2 separate regions of the Mus musculus genome follow, and region 1 is linked to region 2. The links are chromatin contacts, called in public promoter capture Hi-C maps. All regions are on one chromosome and are shown on one strand. The core of a region is the stretch at or near the end of the contact, and the rest is flanking DNA. Distances in the headings are between cores, read along the strand shown. Region 1 holds the start of Rnf31 (ring finger protein 31). Region 2 holds the start of Mmp14 (matrix metallopeptidase 14 (membrane-inserted)).

Region 1 (2,758 bases), core at 221-2,720, 1.2 Mb after region 2:
GGCGACATCTTTACCTTTCCATTCAAGGGGAGTGGCAAAAGCAGTTAAGAGTTCTAAGATTGATCAGATTACAAGTAGAAACAAATCATTGCAGTTCACCTTGAGTAAGCATGAAGGTTCGGAGACACCAAAATTAAGGTGAACTGGTGGGTTACTCAGAGCTTGTGGCCCTAGAGTTCTGCACTAAGACTCTGGGTTACATCGACTGAATTCAGAGACTTACCTCCTGGAAAAGATTTTGTCTGAAGACATCCACCTGCACAGACAGAAGTAGCCGGATGCTGGTTAGGGTTTAGTTTGTATAGAATAAGGGCCCACTCCCAACCTAGGTGCCTTCCAACTCTAGCCCAAACCTGTCCCACAAAGCTAGTTTCCCCCTGGAGGAGCCTGCTCAGTGCACAGATTGGCTCGAGGACACGGCACTGGCAATCCCTGAGCAGAAGTGAAAGAAAGCCCTAAAGAAAGAGAGGCCGGTGGAGTTCGCTCGCAAGGCCCCATTGGTGCCCAGGAGCACCGAGCTTTATCTCCGTTAGGACTTCTCACTCCTTCCTGGCTTCGGTTCCCATTTACCTGTTTTCGGGCTTCTCCACTCAAGCGGACCCCACAAGGCTTGGCCATGCTTCCCCCCACTTGGCAGCTCTCGAGCCTGGGCTAGCAGCCCCAGCTTTCGCTTTCACTCTCCAGGCCCAGACCCACCCCCCTCAGCCACGCCCCCTCCCTTTTTTCTCCTCCTCCTGGCCGGCCACCAACCGTGAGTAGTACCCCCTCAGCCATTCCCAGCTAGTTGCCACTAGGAAGGGCGGTGTTGGCTTCATCATCAGGGGCTGTCCAAGGGAGGAGCTAGGAAAGCGTGGGACGGCGGAGACTCAAATAGAGGCGGCCTCTCGAGAAGGGCGGAGCTTATAGTATGGACCGTCCAGGGGAAGTACTGGACTGAGAGAGGGTGGGACAATAGGAAAGGGGGTACCCAGAGGTGGGGTTCCATGACGCTAGACTGAGGAGGGGACCAAGTAGGATCCGAGAGAGTAGGAAGGATAAGAAGGAGGAAAGCCTGGCAAGATGGAAGGGAGCAGGACGAGCGGGACTGCCTTCCCTTCAGGACAGACTAGAGAAGGGAGGAGCCCGCCTGAGCCGGGCTAAGGGCAGCCAGAGCCGGTCCCCGATAAGGTGGGACTTCCCCGCCGGGGAATGGAACAGAACCAACACTATGGAAATAAAGATAGCAAAGCTCTGGGCAAAATTAACCCCTCGCATGGGAGGTGGGTCCCTCCGGAAGGGGCGGGATAGTTTAAGGGAAGGCGAAGAAGAGAGCCTGATTCGGAAGGAAAAGGTTCCGTAGCATTATGGGAGGAGCCCGGGCCGCGGCTTCTTCATTGGCGGCGACCTGGCCACCCTTCCTGATCTCAGCTTTACCGTCACTCCGAACCCTCCTTTTCCTCTAAAGTGGCCCACAGTCCCGCCCTCTCTGCCAGGACTTCCTGTTCCCGGTAACCCTGGCCGTGGATGGGGCTGAGCGGGGCGGTGGCTTAAGTGACCCGGGCTGCTGTGGCGCCGCGCGCACCTGCGCCAGCCCCTGGAGGGCAGAGAAGCTGAGCCTGTCTCCAGTCTCAGGATGCCGGGAGACGAGGAGCGAGGCTTCCTGGCGGCCCGCGAGGAGCTGGCGAGCGCCCTGAGGTGGGATTCTGCGCAGGTTTTTCCCCTGGAGCAGCTCATGCCGCTTCTGGCCACCTCTCTGCCACCAGCCGCCCGCTACCTGCAGCTGGACGCCGGACGCTTGGTCCGCTGCAACGCTCATGGGGAGGTGAGGTCAAGCCCGCCCGGCGCTCCATGGAAGGGGACCTAGGCTCAGAGGCCAGGTGGGCTAGGCTCACGACTCTGCTTTTCTGAATGCTCCCAGCCTCGAAACTACCTCAACACCCTATCCACGGCCCTGAACATCCTGGAAAAATATGGTCGCAACCTCCTCAGCCCGCAGCGGCCCCGGTATTGGCGCTCAGTGAAGTTTAATAACCCCGTCTTTCGCAGCACGGTGGATGCTGTGCAGGTGAAACTCTTGGACCTTATCGGAGAAGGGGACTAGACCTGTGCTTAGGGTTGACCAGAAAGGCTTGAGGGTGTGCTGAGTGGGGGACCAGCTCTATTGCCTAGGAGGTCTGTTAGATGGTGACCGGGTCCTGAATGTGTGCCAGGGTGGCCGGGATGTACTACGGTTGTATGGCTATACTGAGGAGCGCCCAGATGGATTGAGTTTCCCCGAAGGGCAGGAGGAACCAGATGAATACCAGGTTGCTGTTGTCACACTAGAAGTACTGCTGCTTCGCACCGAGCTCAGTTTGCTGTTGCAGGTGAGATGACCTTCTGATTCTAAGGATTTTAAGTACTTGACTGGGAGCCCCAAGGCACGTTGAGACACCCCCACCCCCGTGCAGGGAAATTCTGTTGCTGCAGCAGCCAGCCTGGAAGCTTCTGTTACACTTTCTCCCTCTGGAATGTTAGGAGATCAGGGCTTACAGGGAGAACGTTGTTCAAGGTGGGAATTCTTTTCATCATCTTGTTTGCAGAATACTCATCCCAGACAGAATGCACTGGACCAGCTGCTAAGAGAGAGCGTTGAAGATGGTGTAAGGAAGGCAGGAAGGGTGTTGTTCATGGAACACGGGGGGGGGGGGGGGGGGCTGAGTTTATGGGATTCTGTGCCCCCAGCACTTTGCCCACGCTCCGCTTGCTTTCTCAGATGCTGCAGCTTTCAGAGTTTCAC
Region 2 (2,960 bases), core at 370-2,869:
CTATCACTTGGCCTGCTTGGGATTTTTAATCAACCACAAGCAACTGCTTTGTGAGAGAAGAAAGGGGCAGCAGCAGTTTCCCTGGTTCACCCTCATACTCTTGTCACTAAGAGACCATGCACAGCTCAGATGCATACAGTTGGCATTTAATGTTTTCTTGAAAAGGTCTTTCCACCTGAGGATCTTTTTCCTTTTTAAGACATGGTCTCACGGTAGCACTGGCTGTCCTGAAACTGGCCAGGTAGACCAAGTTGTCTGGCAATCACAAAGATCCTCCCACCTCTGTCTGGATTTAAAGCCATGTGCCACCATACCTGTTAGAAGTCCCTTTCTTAACAAGCAGCTAGTATCTGGGTACATGGTCCAGGAGACACTCACACTGTAAGGCAGATATAGGAAGGATTAAACTCGGGGTCTTCTGCTGAAGGAGTAATAATCAGACTTAAGTTCCAGAGGTTAAAGAGGGTCCTTGCTTCCCCACCCCCACACACAAGGTCGCTGCCCATGACCTAGCAACCATTCATTGTATTGATCGTGAGCCTCCCTTGGATTCTGGAGGCAAGGACCTTTGTTCCCGTTCCAGTGCTCCGTGTTTGGCTCCCATCATCCACCACAAAGCTGGCAGCTGTGGATCTCTGCAGCTTCCTACCTGGCTTTATTCCTGCCCCCTTCCCTTACCGCTTCCCTTGCTTGCTTTCCTTCCCTCTCCCCACTGCCTTCCTCTCGCTGACCAAATGCAATTCTTGGATCTTACATTTCGCTGATGGTCGAGTTTTCTGTCTCCCACACTTTTCCTGCCTCTGTCCCACTGCTGGTGTGTTTCCATATCTAGTTGTCAACCTCTTATCTGTCTCCCTCTCGGAGAGCCAGCGCAGCCTGGCCTCCCTCTCCCCTGTCTGCCTCTCCTTTTGTTCTCCCTGCCCAGCCATCACGGAAGCTGCGCGCTCGAAGGAACTGTCTCCACTGTAAAGACTAAAGGAAACTCCAAAACCCTACCTCCCATTCCTTCCTCTTCCAACAAATTTCACCACTTCTATCCATCGGGCTTCCCCCGATCCTGTGACCTTGAAGCCCTTTCCTACCCAGGCAGTTCACACTTAATAGAACAGCCAGATTGTAAAAGCCATTAATAAAGGGGTCGGTCCCCCAATTCAAAGTAATTGCGGTGGCTGTTGGGCATGTGGCTTTTGTTACAGTCTTAACTTTGGGGCAAGAGGAGGAGAAGGAGGCTGTCCACAGGTCTCAGCATACAACCCTCTTGTTAGTAAATGTCCCTTCTCCCAACCTTCCTCACTCGCAAGTTAGACTTCATGTCTCCACCATTCCTAGCCATCGGGCTTCCCAATACTTAAACACTCTCAAGTGAGACATGCTGAATACTACGGGAATCAGGCCACCCAAAAAATGCTTAGGAAGAGAAAGTCTTCCGCATCCCGTCCCCTGGGACACCCAGGCTCCTAGTTAGTTGCCGGCTGCGGCCTCAACCCCTGCAGATGGCAGCCTGCACCACAGAAAAGACAAACTTTTTTTTCCCCTTCTCTCCTGCTGTAATTGGATTCGAGCTGAAACACCACGTCCCCACCGAAAAAGGAGGGCATTGGGGCGGGGGCGGAGGAGAGGCTGTGGGAGAAGGGAGGGACCAAAGGAGAGCAGAGAGGGCTTCCAACTCAGTTCGCCGACTAAGCAGAAGAAAGATCAAAAAACGGAAAAGAGAAGAGCAAACAGACATTTCCAGGAGCAATTCCCTCACCTCCAAGCCGACCGCGCTCTAGGAATCCACATTCCGTTCCTTTAGAAGACAAAGGCGCCCCAAGAGAGGCGGCGCGACCCCAGGGCGTGGGCCCCGCCGCGGAGCCCGCACCGCCCGGCGCCCCGACGCCGGGGACCATGTCTCCCGCCCCTCGACCCTCCCGCAGCCTCCTGCTCCCCCTGCTCACGCTTGGCACGGCGCTCGCCTCCCTCGGCTGGGCCCAAGGCAGCAACTTCAGCCCCGAAGTAAGTGAGCTCCTCCGGCCCTTCCCGGAGTTTCGCCCGCCGGGTAGGCGAGCCCGGGGGTCTCCAAGGGGACAGCCCCCGCTGAGAGATGGGCTCTGGGGGGGCTCTGCTGCGCCAGCCTTTCTTTTTCTCCCCTCATCTGCAAACTTGCAAGTTGATCCAACTTTTGCCTGCCTCCAACAACCCCCCTTCCGCCGCCACCGACTCTTTCCCATTCCTCCCTTCCCTGGAAGAACTCTGCAGCGGGGCCCGGGCCTCGCTTTTCCAAGCTCTGCGCGCACTGTGGCACAAGGCGGGAGCCTCAGAGACACTGGACTCCGCGCCGTCCGGGCCGGTGTCACACGCGAGTTGTTCCTTCAGTTTGGCAGCGCTCAGGTGCCCGAGGCCCTGCACGGACGCATCCGTACCAAGTGGGGGCGTCGGGGGCGCCCAAGCTGTACCCGCCTCCCCTGGACCGCCCTCGGTGCGGGCCGCTGGCCCGGGCGTCGAGGATCGCGGCGGGCCGAACTTCCGCGCACACAAAGCTCTTCTTGTGAGCAGCGGGGCTCAGCCTGGCCACCTCCTCCCTCGTCCTCCACACCCCTACCGGCGCCTTGGGGGGCCTTTTTGTTGTTGATAATTATTTTTCTGCATTGATCGCGGGGAGACTAGGGGGAGTCGCTCGCTCGGTGAGTTAGTTGAGGGTTGGCCTGGGTCTCCCCTGAGTGTCCCAACTGACTCTGGCGCCCCCACCCCCATCCCTAACTCTTCCGTGACCATAGCCCACCCCGGTCCTGAAGGAAGCGGCATGGGAGTAGTCCGAGGAAGTTTTCCCTCCCTCTCTTATTTTGGGGTGAAGGTGGGAGACGGATTTAATCAGCTTCTTATTTTGGGCCATCCCAACCCACTCAGCCTGGTGAGGACCTGGGTGTGGTAGGGAAGGGCTGGGAAGGGCCCAAATGAAGGATACGGTCTGGATTTGACTC

The links. Promoter capture Hi-C pulls out the DNA fragments that hold promoters and counts their contacts.
Region 1: a contact with region 2 is called in a promoter capture Hi-C map of the 3T3-L1 cell line, with 3 times the contacts expected there. The contact joins the promoter of Rnf31 here to the promoter of Mmp14 in region 2. A contact is called at or near these places in 3 of 39 promoter capture datasets (the 3T3-L1 cell line and liver) and 1 of 115 datasets of contacts at active chromatin or transcription factors (bone marrow-derived dendritic cells).

The regions. Positions count from the first base shown.
Region 1 is chr14:55,590,272-55,593,029 of GRCm38.p6, forward strand. It overlaps Rnf31 (ring finger protein 31), which reads left to right and starts at 1,471. Exons shown (of 21, transcript NM_194346.3): 1 at 1,471-1,801; 2 at 1,898-2,044; 3 at 2,190-2,345; 4 at 2,562-2,621; 5 at 2,735-2,758. The coding sequence starts at 1,613. Psme2 (proteasome (prosome, macropain) activator subunit 2 (PA28 beta)) reads right to left here and starts at 750. Exons shown (of 11, transcript NM_011190.3): 1 at 571-750; 2 at 224-256. The coding sequence starts at 618.
Region 2 is chr14:54,429,979-54,432,938 of GRCm38.p6, forward strand. Mmp14 (matrix metallopeptidase 14 (membrane-inserted)) reads left to right here and starts at 1,620. Exons shown (of 10, transcript NM_008608.4): 1 at 1,620-1,995. The coding sequence starts at 1,888.